Linked DNA regions of Pan troglodytes: all the other regions are linked to region 1. A link is a contact called in public Hi-C data. All regions are on one chromosome and are shown on one strand. Each heading gives the region's core, a stretch centred on a gene start, on an enhancer-like site or on the middle of the called end of the contact. The rest is flanking DNA. Distances are from core to core; before and after follow the strand shown.

Evidence for each region. A called contact is a pair of places that touch in the nucleus more often than the background predicts.
Region 2: a Hi-C map of stem cell-derived neural progenitor cells shows a contact between it and region 1, with 5 times the contacts expected there. The contact joins the enhancer-like site here to the promoter of MYC in region 1. A contact is called at or near these places in 2 of 7 Hi-C or Micro-C datasets (blood and stem cell-derived neural progenitor cells) and 1 of 1 datasets of contacts at active chromatin or transcription factors (stem cell-derived excitatory neurons).
Region 3: a Hi-C map of stem cell-derived neural progenitor cells shows a contact between it and region 1, with 3 times the contacts expected there. The contact joins the enhancer-like site here to the promoter of MYC in region 1. A contact is called at or near these places in 1 of 7 Hi-C or Micro-C datasets (stem cell-derived neural progenitor cells) and 1 of 1 datasets of contacts at active chromatin or transcription factors (stem cell-derived excitatory neurons).

What each region holds. Positions count from the first base shown.
Region 1 is chr7:138,016,721-138,020,647 of NHGRI_mPanTro3-v2.0_pri, reverse strand. MYC (MYC proto-oncogene, bHLH transcription factor) reads right to left here and starts at 1,810. Exons shown (of 3, transcript NM_001142794.1): 1 at 1,781-1,810; 2 at 1-152. The coding sequence starts at 1,810.
Region 2 is chr7:138,225,101-138,229,027 of NHGRI_mPanTro3-v2.0_pri, reverse strand. The region is part of intron 5 of LOC742042 (collagen alpha-1(VII) chain-like); the gene reads right to left. Among named protein-coding and RNA genes, the nearest start is that of MIR1205, 15 kb to the left of the region's middle. Within about 2 kb of position 1,822, at least 3 of the 24 cell types and tissues checked have an H3K27ac peak or open chromatin away from gene starts, as enhancers often do. A contact at or near this core is called in stem cell-derived neural progenitor cells, where this site is marked.
Region 3 is chr7:138,148,241-138,152,167 of NHGRI_mPanTro3-v2.0_pri, reverse strand. All of the region lies in intron 3 of LOC742042 (collagen alpha-1(VII) chain-like), which reads right to left. Among named protein-coding and RNA genes, the nearest start is that of MIR1204, 72 kb to the right of the region's middle. Within about 2 kb of position 1,942, at least 6 of the 24 cell types and tissues checked have an H3K27ac peak or open chromatin away from gene starts, as enhancers often do. A contact at or near this core is called in stem cell-derived excitatory neurons and stem cell-derived neural progenitor cells, where this site is marked.

The DNA of each region.
Region 1 (3,927 bases), core at 561-3,060:
CTGGGCGCCGGGGGCTGCAGCTCGCTCTGCTGCTGCTGCTGGTAGAAGTTCTCCTCCTCGTCGCAGTAGAAATACGGCTGCACCGAGTCGTAGTCGAGGTCATAGTTCCTGTTGGTGAAGCTAACGTTGAGGGGCATCGTCGCGGGAGGCTGCTGGAGGGGGACACACAAAGCGGAAGGCAGTCTTGAGTTAAAGGGGTCTTGGTGCGGAAACCTGGCGCAGCGCGCAGTGCGCGCCACAGTCCCGAACCTCTCCCCTTGAAGAGCTATCCCCTAAAGCGGCTGGGTGGTCTTGGTGGGGGAATAAAGGGAGCACCCTTTCACCCCCTTTGGACAGTCCCCTACTATCTCGGAGACGCACTTAGTGAACCAGCGGCTTGGTGCCCGCCGAGCCCCCGCTCCCCCGGGAGCCCGGAGCGCAAAGCCCGGGAGTCGGCCCTGCAGCGGCAGAGGAATCGAAATCGGCCTTGGCGCCCTTAAGAAGCCGCGGGAGGTGGCGGTGAGGAATACAATTTGCCAAAATCCAAGGCACAAAGTTTTGCGCCACCTGAAGGAGAAGGCGAGAGGCGCCTGGGCGCTAGCGGCTGCGTGAACCCCGCTCCCGCGCCGGGGCCCCTCCGCTGCGGCTGTTCCCACTCGCGCCCTAGCCGCTCTCCTACCCCCGCCGGCACGGCAGCCCCTCCCAACCTCCCCTCTCCACCGCCCCCGTCCCCACCCCCAGTACCGCCCCCGCCCAACACTCCTTCTTTTGCCGGCTTTTCTTCTTTCTCTCGCCGGCTGGAGTGGCGAGCTCAGCCGCGGGCTTTAACACCCCTCCATAAATACAAGGGGGGTGTCAAATAATAATAGGGGCACCTCCCTTCGCACTCAATACGGCGATGCAACTGCGCCAGAGACCCCGCTGCGATACCTCCCCCGGAGCCACCCCACCAAGGGTAGCAGCTGTTCTGGAACCGCCCAGAGCCCCGCTCCTCGCAGTTCCTCCGCATCTCGGGCGCGAGGACACCCGAGGGCGGCCGCGGCAGGGGAGTCAGGGCTGGGTGCGGAGATTCGCCCTGGTTTTTCCAAGTCAACGATTCCAGGAGAATCGGACACATCCTCGCCTCCCTTTTCCCCTGCCTGCGCCTACCCAACACCGCATCCTAACACCTCTAGAGACCCAGGTTTTAAATTGTATTATTGCTTTTTAAAAAGCCAAATGCCAACTTCTTAAAAGGATCAGGGCGGGTTGGAATCGCCGCGGGGACAGGCGGGCGGGACGCGCCGCAGTGTCCGTCTCCGGCTGTCAGAAATGCGGTGAGCCGAAATTTAAATGCCCTCCCGGAGACGGGGACAAGTCAGCGGCTGCGGAGCTCTCTGGCTCACACAGGCGATATGCGGTCCCTACTCCAAGGAGCTCAGGATGCAAGGGGCTTTCTGCCCACCGCAAAGCAACCCCCAGCCCCCCAAAACCCAGACAGCAATTAACACAATAAAGCAGGAATGTCCGACCGGCCGGGAGTCAGCGTGAATATATTCATAAGGCAGAAATCTCGAAAGTCTAGTCTTAAAAACCATTCCCGTTTTCCCTCTGCCTTCTCCTCTCCCATCTTGACAAGTCACTTTACCCCGATCCAGTTCTGGATTACCCCCTACCCCAGCCCCAGTTACCATAACTACTCTGAGAAAAGTGTCAATAGCGCAGGAATGGGAGAAAAGACACCCTATTTCGGCATTCGACTCATCTCAGCATTAAAGTGATAAAAAAATAAATTAAAAGGCAAGTGGACTTCGGTGCTTACCTGGTTTTCCACTATCCGAAAAAAATCCAGCGTCTAAGCAGCTGCAAGGAGAGCCTTTCAGAGAAGCGGGTCCTGGCAGCGGCGGGGAAGTGTCCCCAAATGGGCAGAATAGCCTCCCCGCGTCGGGAGAGTCGCGTCCTTGCTCGGGTGTTGTAAGTTCCAGTGCAAAGTGCCCGCCCGCTGCTATGGGCGAAGTTTCGTGGATGCGGCAAGGGTTGCGGACCGCTGGCTGGGGGATCAGCGGGAGGGCTGGGCCAGAGGCGAAGCCCCCTATTCGCTCCGGATCTCCCTTCCCAGGACGCCCGCAGCGCAGCTCTGCTCGCCCGGCTCTTCCACCCTAGCCGGCCGCCCGCTCGCTCCCTCTGCCTCTCGCTGGAATTACTACAGCGAGTTAGATAAAGCCCCGAAAACCGGCTTTTATACTCAGCGCGATCCCTCCCTCCGTTCTTTTTCCCGCCAAGCCTCTGAGAAGCCCTGCCCTTCTCGAGGCAGGAGGGGAGCCAGGGACGGCCGGGGCCCGGCGGTGGCGGCCGCGAGCAGCACAGCTCGGGGGTCCTCAGCCGCCCAGACCCTCGCATTATAAAGGGCCGGTGGGCGGAGATTAGCGAGAGAGGATCTTTTTTCTTTTCCCCCACGCCCTCTGCTTTGGGAACCCGGGAGGGGCGCTTATGGGGAGGGTGGGGAGGGTGGGGAAGGTGGGGAGGAGACTCAGCCGGGCAGCCGAGCACTCTAGCTCTAGGATGTAAACAGAGTAAGAGAGCCGCATGAATTAACTACGCGCGCCTACCATTTTCTTTTGCTCCCTCTCAAACCCTCTCCCTTTCTCTGCTGCTCCTCCGTAGCAGTACTGTTTGACAAACCGCATCCTTGTCCTGTGAGTGTAAATCATCGCAGGCGGAACAGCTGCCCTCCACACCGAGAACGCACTGCACGCCCACCGCCACGCCACGCGCGTACCAGGCTGCAGGGCGCCTCGCTAAGGCTGGGGAAAGGGCCGCGCTTTGATCAAGAGTCCCAGGGAGAGTGGAGGAAAGAAGGGTATTAATGGGCGCGCGTTCAGAGCGTGGGATGTTAGTGTAGATAGGGAGGAATGATAGAGGCATAAGGAGGAAAACGATGCCTAGAATGATTAAAATAACCCAGCAACGCATTGCCACGTATACTTGGAGAGCGCGTTATGAATAAACTCCCATTGCATTTGTTGGGGGGAGTCATGTATTATGCATTATGTATGCACAGCTATCTGGATTGGATACCTTCCACCCAGACTGAGTCCCCCAATTTGCTGCCAAAGCAGCAGATACCGCCCCTCCTGCCCCGCCTGCTCAGGCTTCCGTGGGGCCCCGTGCGGGAGGCGTCTGTTTAGCCCTGAGATGTGTCTGCCTGTTCCAGAGCTGGACTAGGGCGAGAGGGAGGTTGCCTGCTCTCTGCCAGTCTGTACCCCACCGTCCCACCCCCGCGCCTCTCACACGGAGTTCCCAATTTCTCAGCCAGGTTTCAGAAGAGACAAATCCCCTTTGCGCCCTGTGGCGCCGATTTGCAACAGTCTCGGGCTGCCGGGTTTGGGAGAAATCAAAGGTGCTAGACGGGAGAATATGGGAGGGGCAGGGGGTACCCGAACCGCGGGACCGGACTTCCTAAAAGGGGCAAGTGGAGAGCTTGTGGACCGAGCCGGGGGAGTCAGCAGAGACCCTTGTGAAAAAAACCGTTAACTCTTTCCTCCCCGGACAAACCGGACGTTTAATTCCTTTCCAGGTCCTCTTTCCCCTTTTATTATTGGAAATGCGGTCATGCACAAAAAATGCATCGATTCTGATCAAAGAAGAGGAGAGGAGTATTACTTCCGTGCCTTTTTTTTGGGGGGGGGGTCTTGAGCTAATTAAAATTTGGCTGCCTTCCAGGCATTAATTTCCTAGTTCACTGACTCACAATTTTTTCTGAATACTAGTGAAAGTGCACTGTATGTAACCCTCAAACGTGTATTCACATTTTATTTACGCTTCGACTTAGCTAGTTGCCCAGCCCCACACATGATTTGTTTGCTCCCTGAAATGACCTATATTTAATATATAATGTATATTCCCTCGGGATTTTTTATTTTGTGTTATTCCACGGCATGAAAAACAAAAAACATTCTTCTCATCCTT
Region 2 (3,927 bases), core at 573-3,072, 210 kb before region 1:
TTTCTTGGAAATCAGCACTTTCTCAGACACAAACTAGTTACCAAAGCAATGGAGATGACCACCATTTCCTCGCTATCATGAGTAACAGGCTACTTGGAAACATTTGAAAGATGGAAGATGCTTTCTTAACATGGGGTTCACCTTCCTACAAATACTTAACCTCTTCCCCCTTCCTCCACTAGACTATACAGCCCACAAGGGCAGAACCATGTCTGTTTTGCTTGCTCTTACATCCCTAGCACCTAAGAGTGTCTGATATATTAGGCACCCAATACAATCGATTGAATGGCTTGTGCATGATAATAACCCAACAAGCTTGGGAGAGTAAGCATGAGCAGAAAGGCCAGTCGCCCTAAGTTCCCTGCCTTGGATGTGTGGCTGGTACCCTGACAGACCAGAAGCGATTTGGCCTGCAGTGTTTTTCCTGGGTCTGCACTCCAGCAAGCCCTGCCTTGGTGCAATGTTTTGTCTGTCTCTAAACCCCTTCATACACATTCACATGTGTTACTAACTCTTTCTTTTTTCCAACCCGCAGCGAGGCTGGTAGCTTTAGTCCCTTATTACAGAGAAACAAAAGGAGGCCCAGAGAGCTCATGGGTCTCTCCCTAGGACACAGAGCTGACTGGGGACGGTGAGTGTCCCAAAAGCCAGGCCTTCGGTTCCACATCCTGTGCTGAGTAAAGTGCTGAATAATGTTGGTTAGTTGAAGGAAAAAATGAACGGATGGGAACAACAGTGGGATGTGATTATTTTCCAAAGAACTCAGTCCTGTCTATGGCTACATGACAGAAAAAACTGCTCAGTGGGAGGTCCAAAACTGACACTCAAGGCAACAAAAGGAACAGGGAAAGGGAATCGTTTCAGATAAGCAATGGACCAGACCAGCGTGTCCTCCTAGGTTGTCAGGGCACAGGCTGGGAACTGTGAGGATTCATGCTGCCTTTGGAGGGCCTTCAGCATGGAGCAGTTGAGGGCAGGCTGCTCACCCCCCTGGCAATCAGGGGAACTACCAGAAATGGCATCACCCCCATGAGACTGGCAAAAAGCAAAATTCTGACCTATCAAATGTGGGTGACCAGTTGGGGGAAAACAGGGCTCTTGTGTACAGTCAGTGGGAGTGTAAATTGGCATGATTGTTCTGGAGGGCAATGTGATTGCGTCTTATAAAACAGAAAATGTTCCTTAGCCTCCACGGCAGTGAAGTCGCCTCAGGGTATAGATCCTGGATGAGCTCTCACATAAGTGACCAAGGAAGCACGTGCGGATGTTCCTCCCAGCAGTGTTTGTAATATGGGAGAATAAAAAAGAAAGAAAGAAAAGAAAAAAAAAATGCATCAAGCACAGTGTCTCAACAGGGGAATGGTTAACTGGCCCTTGAAAAATACTCGGCCACTGTTCATTGTTCATTCTCCTCTGATCCAACTTCCCACACACACACTCACCCCACCCACTTCAGGTTCATTTTTATGTTTTATCAGCCTATTGCCTTGACCCCCAGAGGAAAGTAGAATTCACATATGAAAAGAGGGTCAGACTCCCCGGAAAGCTTTTCTATGTCCTTTGCCCAGGAGATGTTCCCATTACAATCGGGCCTGGACCTCAGCCATGAGCACGGGGAGGGAAGGAACCAATTTCATTCCACTTAAACCAATTTGCCGGGCCCAGACAGCAGCTAATGAGCAGCCTGCGCCCTCGGAGTCATCGATACCACTTTCCAAATCAAGTTACCAAATTGGTCTTAAAACCACTTCAAAGGGGCCGGGCTGACTGTTACCAGTGAGGCATCCTCCCGGCCATATGGCCACGCTTCTTCCCACTGTCATCCTCCTCCTCGGTATCAGCTGCAGAGGGGATGAGCTGGCTGGCTGCTTTTGTCTCTGCTTTGGATCCCTCCTTCCCCTGAATGCCTGATCGTCCATAATGGAACTTGGGTCACCATTTAAAAAAAAAAATGGGACAACTGTGGCAGAGGGATTCAAATAAAGGAGGGCCCATTCTGGCAGCACAGCCAGGAGCACAACAGCCCGGTGAGGTCAGTACTCTTATTGTTCCCATTTTACAGACAAAGAACCTGAAAGTATGAAAGCTGGGCAAGGTCTCACCATGGCTAGCAAGTGGCAAAACCAGAAATTGAACCTGGGGCTTCCTTAAACCACAATCCATGCTCAGCCTCTAAGCCACGCAGGTTTTATAGTTTAGATCTTCATGACTTACATTCCCTTCTCTACAATCAAGCAGAAAAAATAGTCAAATGGGCCAGGTGTAATGGCTCATGCCTATAATACTAGCTAGCACTTTGGGATGTTGAAGCAGGAGGATCGATTGAGCCCAGGAGTTTGAGGATGCAGTGAACTAGGATGGCACCACTCTACTCCAGCCTGGGCCACCCCCATCTCTTTAAAAATAAATGGTCAACTGAACATTGAACAAGGGCCCAAAATAATTTTCCTTAAGAGGCTTTTTGTTACTATTCATAAATATAACCCCTATTTTTTATTGAGTGCGCATGGAATGAAAAGCACTAGACTATCTTGCCTCTTTAATCACACAAAAGTCCTGAAGTAGATGGGATGATTTTTTTCTCCCACATGTGGAGTAACATGCTCCACGTCCTACAGCCAGGAACGGAACACTCATCTTCCACATTGGGGATGAAATTCACTTTAAACCCTCAACTCAGTTTTCTTTTCCCTAAATCCAACTGTCCATCAACCTATCTCTCTTTAAGCAGAAGGCTCTGTGGAAGAGCCCATGTCAGCCCTATTAGGTGGTCTCTAGATTAGTGGTTCTCAACAAAGGGAGATTTTTACACACACATACGCACACACCACCACCACCACCACCACAAAAGAACACGTGGCAATGTCTGGAAACACTTTAGGTTGTCCCAACTGGAAGCTGGGGTTGCGACTGACAGAGCTACTGGCATCCAGTGGGTAGAGGCCAGAGATGCCGAGCAACATCCTACAATACATAGGACAGCCCCCACAACAAATCATCTGACCCAAAATATGAACAGCGCCAAGGCTGAGAAACTCTGCTGTAGACCCTACCTATGGTCTTTGCAATTTCTTCATGGTCTTGATATCATACAAAGAGAGCTTCTTTATATATCAATACAATAAAGTAATACTTAGTCATTTGCATTAAAACTGAGCACGACTAATTTTTGCAGCTAATGGACCCACCAGGGCTGGCCAGAATAAAGGGCTGGGCTGGAATTCATTGCATGAAATGGTGCTAAGATCACTTGAGAAATGTGTCCTTTTGCTTATTAAGATTACCGGGAGGCTACTATGTGTCAGACTTCGCGTTAGGATCTGGGGAGGGCGTCAACGGGCAGGAACACTCTGTGCAGGACCTCCTTCTGTCCCCAGAGGACACACATCATCTTACTGAGTCACGAGATGGTCCATGGGACATTTCCAGGCCCCCTACAACAGCACATTCTCTTCTTTCAGGACCTCAGGAGAGAGGCTCAAGACAGAACAAAAGGAGACCTGGGAAGATGGGTCACTCAACTTGGAGAGGAGGCCCTGAGGCAGGCCCTGCTCCCTCCTCAGATTTTATTTCTCAAATCCTAAGGAATAATAATCACAGTTAAAATTGACAGTTTATACAAATCTCAGCACTGGACATGACAGTTTCATTCCAGGCTTTCCAAAGCCACTTCAGAACAGCCACTACCTAAACAGCACCCAGGACAGGAGAGTCGATGCCTAGCTTCAAGGAGGGACTGAATCTCACAGTCTTTCCCACTGAAAGAAAATAAAGCTGGAGGCTCCAATACTTAGAGCAAAATGAGGCACCAGCTGGTCAGGCAAGTCAGAATTGAACCCAGCTCTACTGAATGAGAACCTTCAACATTGACACCAGGTAGCTATCACTCATACTGGTCAACAGTACATGGTGGACCTCAGAAAGCTC
Region 3 (3,927 bases), core at 693-3,192, 130 kb before region 1:
TTAGTCCAACACTGCAAAGCTGAATACTAAGTAATAAGACTGCAATACATATTTGAAAGCATCAGCATCATTTTATTTTTTAATAATAAAGAATAGGCCAAGCGTGGTGGCTCACACCTGTAATCCCAGCACTTTGAGAGGAGGAGGTGGGTGCATCACCTGAGGTCAGGAGTTCGAGACCAGCCTGGGCAACATGATGAAACTCCGTCTCTACTAAAAATACAAAAATTAGCCGGGTGTGGTGGTGCATGCCTGTAATCCCAGCTACTCAGGAGGCTGAGGCAGGAGAATCACTGGAACCTGGGAGGTGGAGGTTGCAGTGAGCCGAAATCATGCCATTGCGCTTCAGCCTGGGCAACAGAGCGAGACTCCATCTCAAAATAAATAAATAAAGAAAGAATAATAATGCCAACTTCATGATTTACTAACAACTGCTTATAAATAATTCATTGTAATTTTAACAATATAGAACTTGCAAAATTGTTGAGTCCACCCTGAACCAGACCCCTAAGCCTCCAGTCAATATTATCTCTGCCATCTACAGCTTCTTAAGCTACTTGTTATTGACTTTGGTCCAGCAGAAGCAACTCCTGAATACCAAAGTGTGCCTGAAGATCACAGCAGTGCCTGTGGGTTTGTTTTGGGAAATTTTAAGTAATTCTTAAAGTCTGAGAAACTTTTAAAAAGTAAAGAGATAATACATACATATATATATGTTAAAAGGAAGGAGAAATAATAGGATGCAAAATTATACACACAGGACTATTAAAAAAAACCTGTGGGCCAGGTGCAGTGACTCACACCTGTAATCCCAGCACTGTGGGAGGTGTAGGAGGGTGGATAATCTGAGGGTGGATAACCTGAGGTCAGGAGTTGGAGACCAGCCTGGCCAACATGGTGAAAACCCGTCTCTACTAAAAATACAAAAAAATTAGCTGGGTGTGGTGGCATGCACCTGTAACCCCAGCTACTCTGGAAGCTGAGGCACGAAAATTGCTTGAACCCAGGAGGTCGGGGTTGTAGTGAGCCAAGATCATACCATTGTACTCCAACCTGGGCAATAGAGTGAGACTCCATCTCAAACAAAAACAAACAAACAAAAAAAACTGTGATTCAAGTGATAGGAAATTGGTAAAATCAACCATATGCCTGGATTCTGGAAATGAACACTGTTTCATTTCTGGGTGGTGGAACTCATGTTCTAAATTCCCTTCTTTTCAGTGAGTAGGGAATGCCACAGACCCTGAGGCCTTATAGCTCAGAGAGCTAGCGCTAAGGTGGACCCTAACCTCTCTGTCTTCCCACCACCTGGCAGAACTGCTCTAGGATTAAATTAAATGAGTTAATATTTGCAAAGGACTTAGAAGAGTTACCTAGCTTCTAGAAGGACTACAGAATTCTTTGTTAAGCAAAATAAATATCTATTTCATAATAAGAAAAAGATTATTTTAAAAGTCAAGGAAAAAAACACTGGCAGACAAGGACAGAAGGATCACAGAGGAAGGAGCCTCACGCCCCAGGGGCCGTGCTGTTGCCTCTTGTTATGTTTTCCTTTGATAATAGTTGAGATGGACGTCCTGCCCTCAGTGAAGGCATACTTCAGATTCAGCAGGAGGCAGCAACAGTGATTTTATTAGGGGGCAGAGGGTGAGTGACCTAGGGCCTCTGGGACATTTTCATCCGGAGATGCTCCATAAAGGATGACACCTCAGATCTTAGCTTCAGGTCTCAGATTTCCCAGTCCCCTTCTCCCCACCCCACCCGCCACCATGTCTCTGCATCCCCCAACATATCTGCATAAAAAATGAGACTGCACAGCCACAGGGGCTGTCCTCGAAGTTCATTTTTTACCTTCAATCAAGGCCAGCCCAGAGGGCATTACCATCCCAATAGCCCGGCCTTTGTCAGACAGGAAGGCAGAGTGAGGATGGAAAAGCAGGGAGTAAGTGCTGGTTCAGCAGAGCCCTCCCCAGCGGAGCATCCTCCAGAAGCATCGCTCATTGTTATTCCAGCTAGGTGTCAGCAAGCTGGCCAAGCCCGGGATACTGCCGAGGAATGTGCACATCAAGATCAGAGATAATTCCCCTCACAAAATTCCTCACCTCCCACCCCTCTAACTGCGGAGGAGTAAATGGGGGTGTTCCAGGCAGAGGAGCTGATGGGTCTTCTTTGCACAAAAAAGGACTGCCAGGCTGTGGCGGCTTGGACTCCTCCTCCTCCACCCTCCCAGGCAAGTGTGCCCCTCCCCCTTCTTCCTTCCTGACAGCCTGACCTTGGCTGAGGCCAAACACATGCCCGGGCAGCATCCCTGGCCATTCCTAGCATTCTGGGCAAGCAAGCCCGAGGAAGGCCGCAGGCAGGACTTGAGCAGAACTGAGAAGGGCATCTGAGGCCAGCTAAGCCAGGCCCTAGGTGGAAACCACTTGGTAGAGCTTCACCATTCAGGCGAGCAGCCCATGCACTGCCCAGCTGATGACTTGGGTTTCAAGTCATCCTCTACAGTGAATCAGTGAATGCAAGCCTTACACACAAACACACATAGCATTAGTGCAAACTCCTCACAGGCACAAGGAGCCTTCCTCTAACACGGCCCAAGGCTCCCTGATGATGTGTTTACCCGGCATAATGTGTAGCATCTGCGGAGGGTCGGCGGACGGGAGGCAAGATCTGCCTAGGTCTCGGAGCCCAAGATCTTCCCTGTGTACTAATATGAATGCACAGACAATACATAACAGTCTGGTCTCCTGCAGTGATGTCTGCCTTCACCAGTGATTAACTGAGCCTCCAACACAAACTAAGGTCTCTGCACTGCTTCTGCCACTGTCTGTCACCATCCTGGAACCCACCAGATAGCAGGTTCCTCTCTCCATCCCCTATCCCCTTCCCCCTGCGACCACCCCATGCTCACCCAGCCCACTCCTGTCTCTATTAGATAGGGGCTACTCCTCCAGGCCTCCTTCATTCCTCTGATGCTGAAGGAGAGGGAGTGGGAGGGGACACTGAAGGAAGGCAGGATGTCCCAGTGCCTATGATCCAAGAGCAGGACAAGCCACCAGCAGGTCAGCAGTGGGCCTCAGCTCAGAGAGCATCAGCATCTCTGTCTTCTGGCCCCCACTCTGCCACATCCTATTCCTGTGGGTCAGGGGCAGGAAAGAAGACCCAGGGGCAGCCATGCTCCCTACACAGACAGCTCATGAGGGTCCCATCAGCAGGAGTTGGGATATGTGTTATGGAAAACCACGAGGGTGCTGGGCCCAGAGCAGGGACACAGCCAGCAGATATGATCAGCTTGAGGAGTAGGTCATCTGGGGCCTAAGGGTACTTGTAAAGGGCTCCTGAGAACGCCAATACACCAACAATTCAAACAGCAGGGCAGGAGGGGAAGGGGTCCCTAATGCACCAACACGCCATCCTGGCCAGGCAGCCGGAGGCAGGGCTGCGCTGTCAGAGGGAGAAGCCATGGGCATGTGAATTTATGCAAGCCCCTTTATCTTGCTGATCTGCAAACCCTGCCTACTTAAGCCATCCCTGCCAGGTCACCAGGCAGCTTCAGTGGCCCAACTCACTGATGATCACACCCAAACAAGGGTTTGCCTGCCGGTGCCACACTCAAAGGACATTTTCCTTGGACTGCCCTCAGTTCCCACTCCCCACAGGCTGGATGCCAGGCTGGCCATCAAATGCTGCGCCCATCGCATTCACTTCCTAGGGCTGCCGGAACAAACTAGTACAAACTCAGAGGCTTAAATCCACCCACAGGTATTATGATACAGTTCTGAACATACAAAGTTCAAAGTGGGTCTCACTGAGTGTTAGCAGGACTGTGTTCCTTCCTGGAGGTTCTGGGGGAGTTCCTATTTCCTTGCCTTTTCCAACTTCTAGGGACTGTTATTCCTTGTCTCATGGCTCCTGCCTCCATCCTCAAAG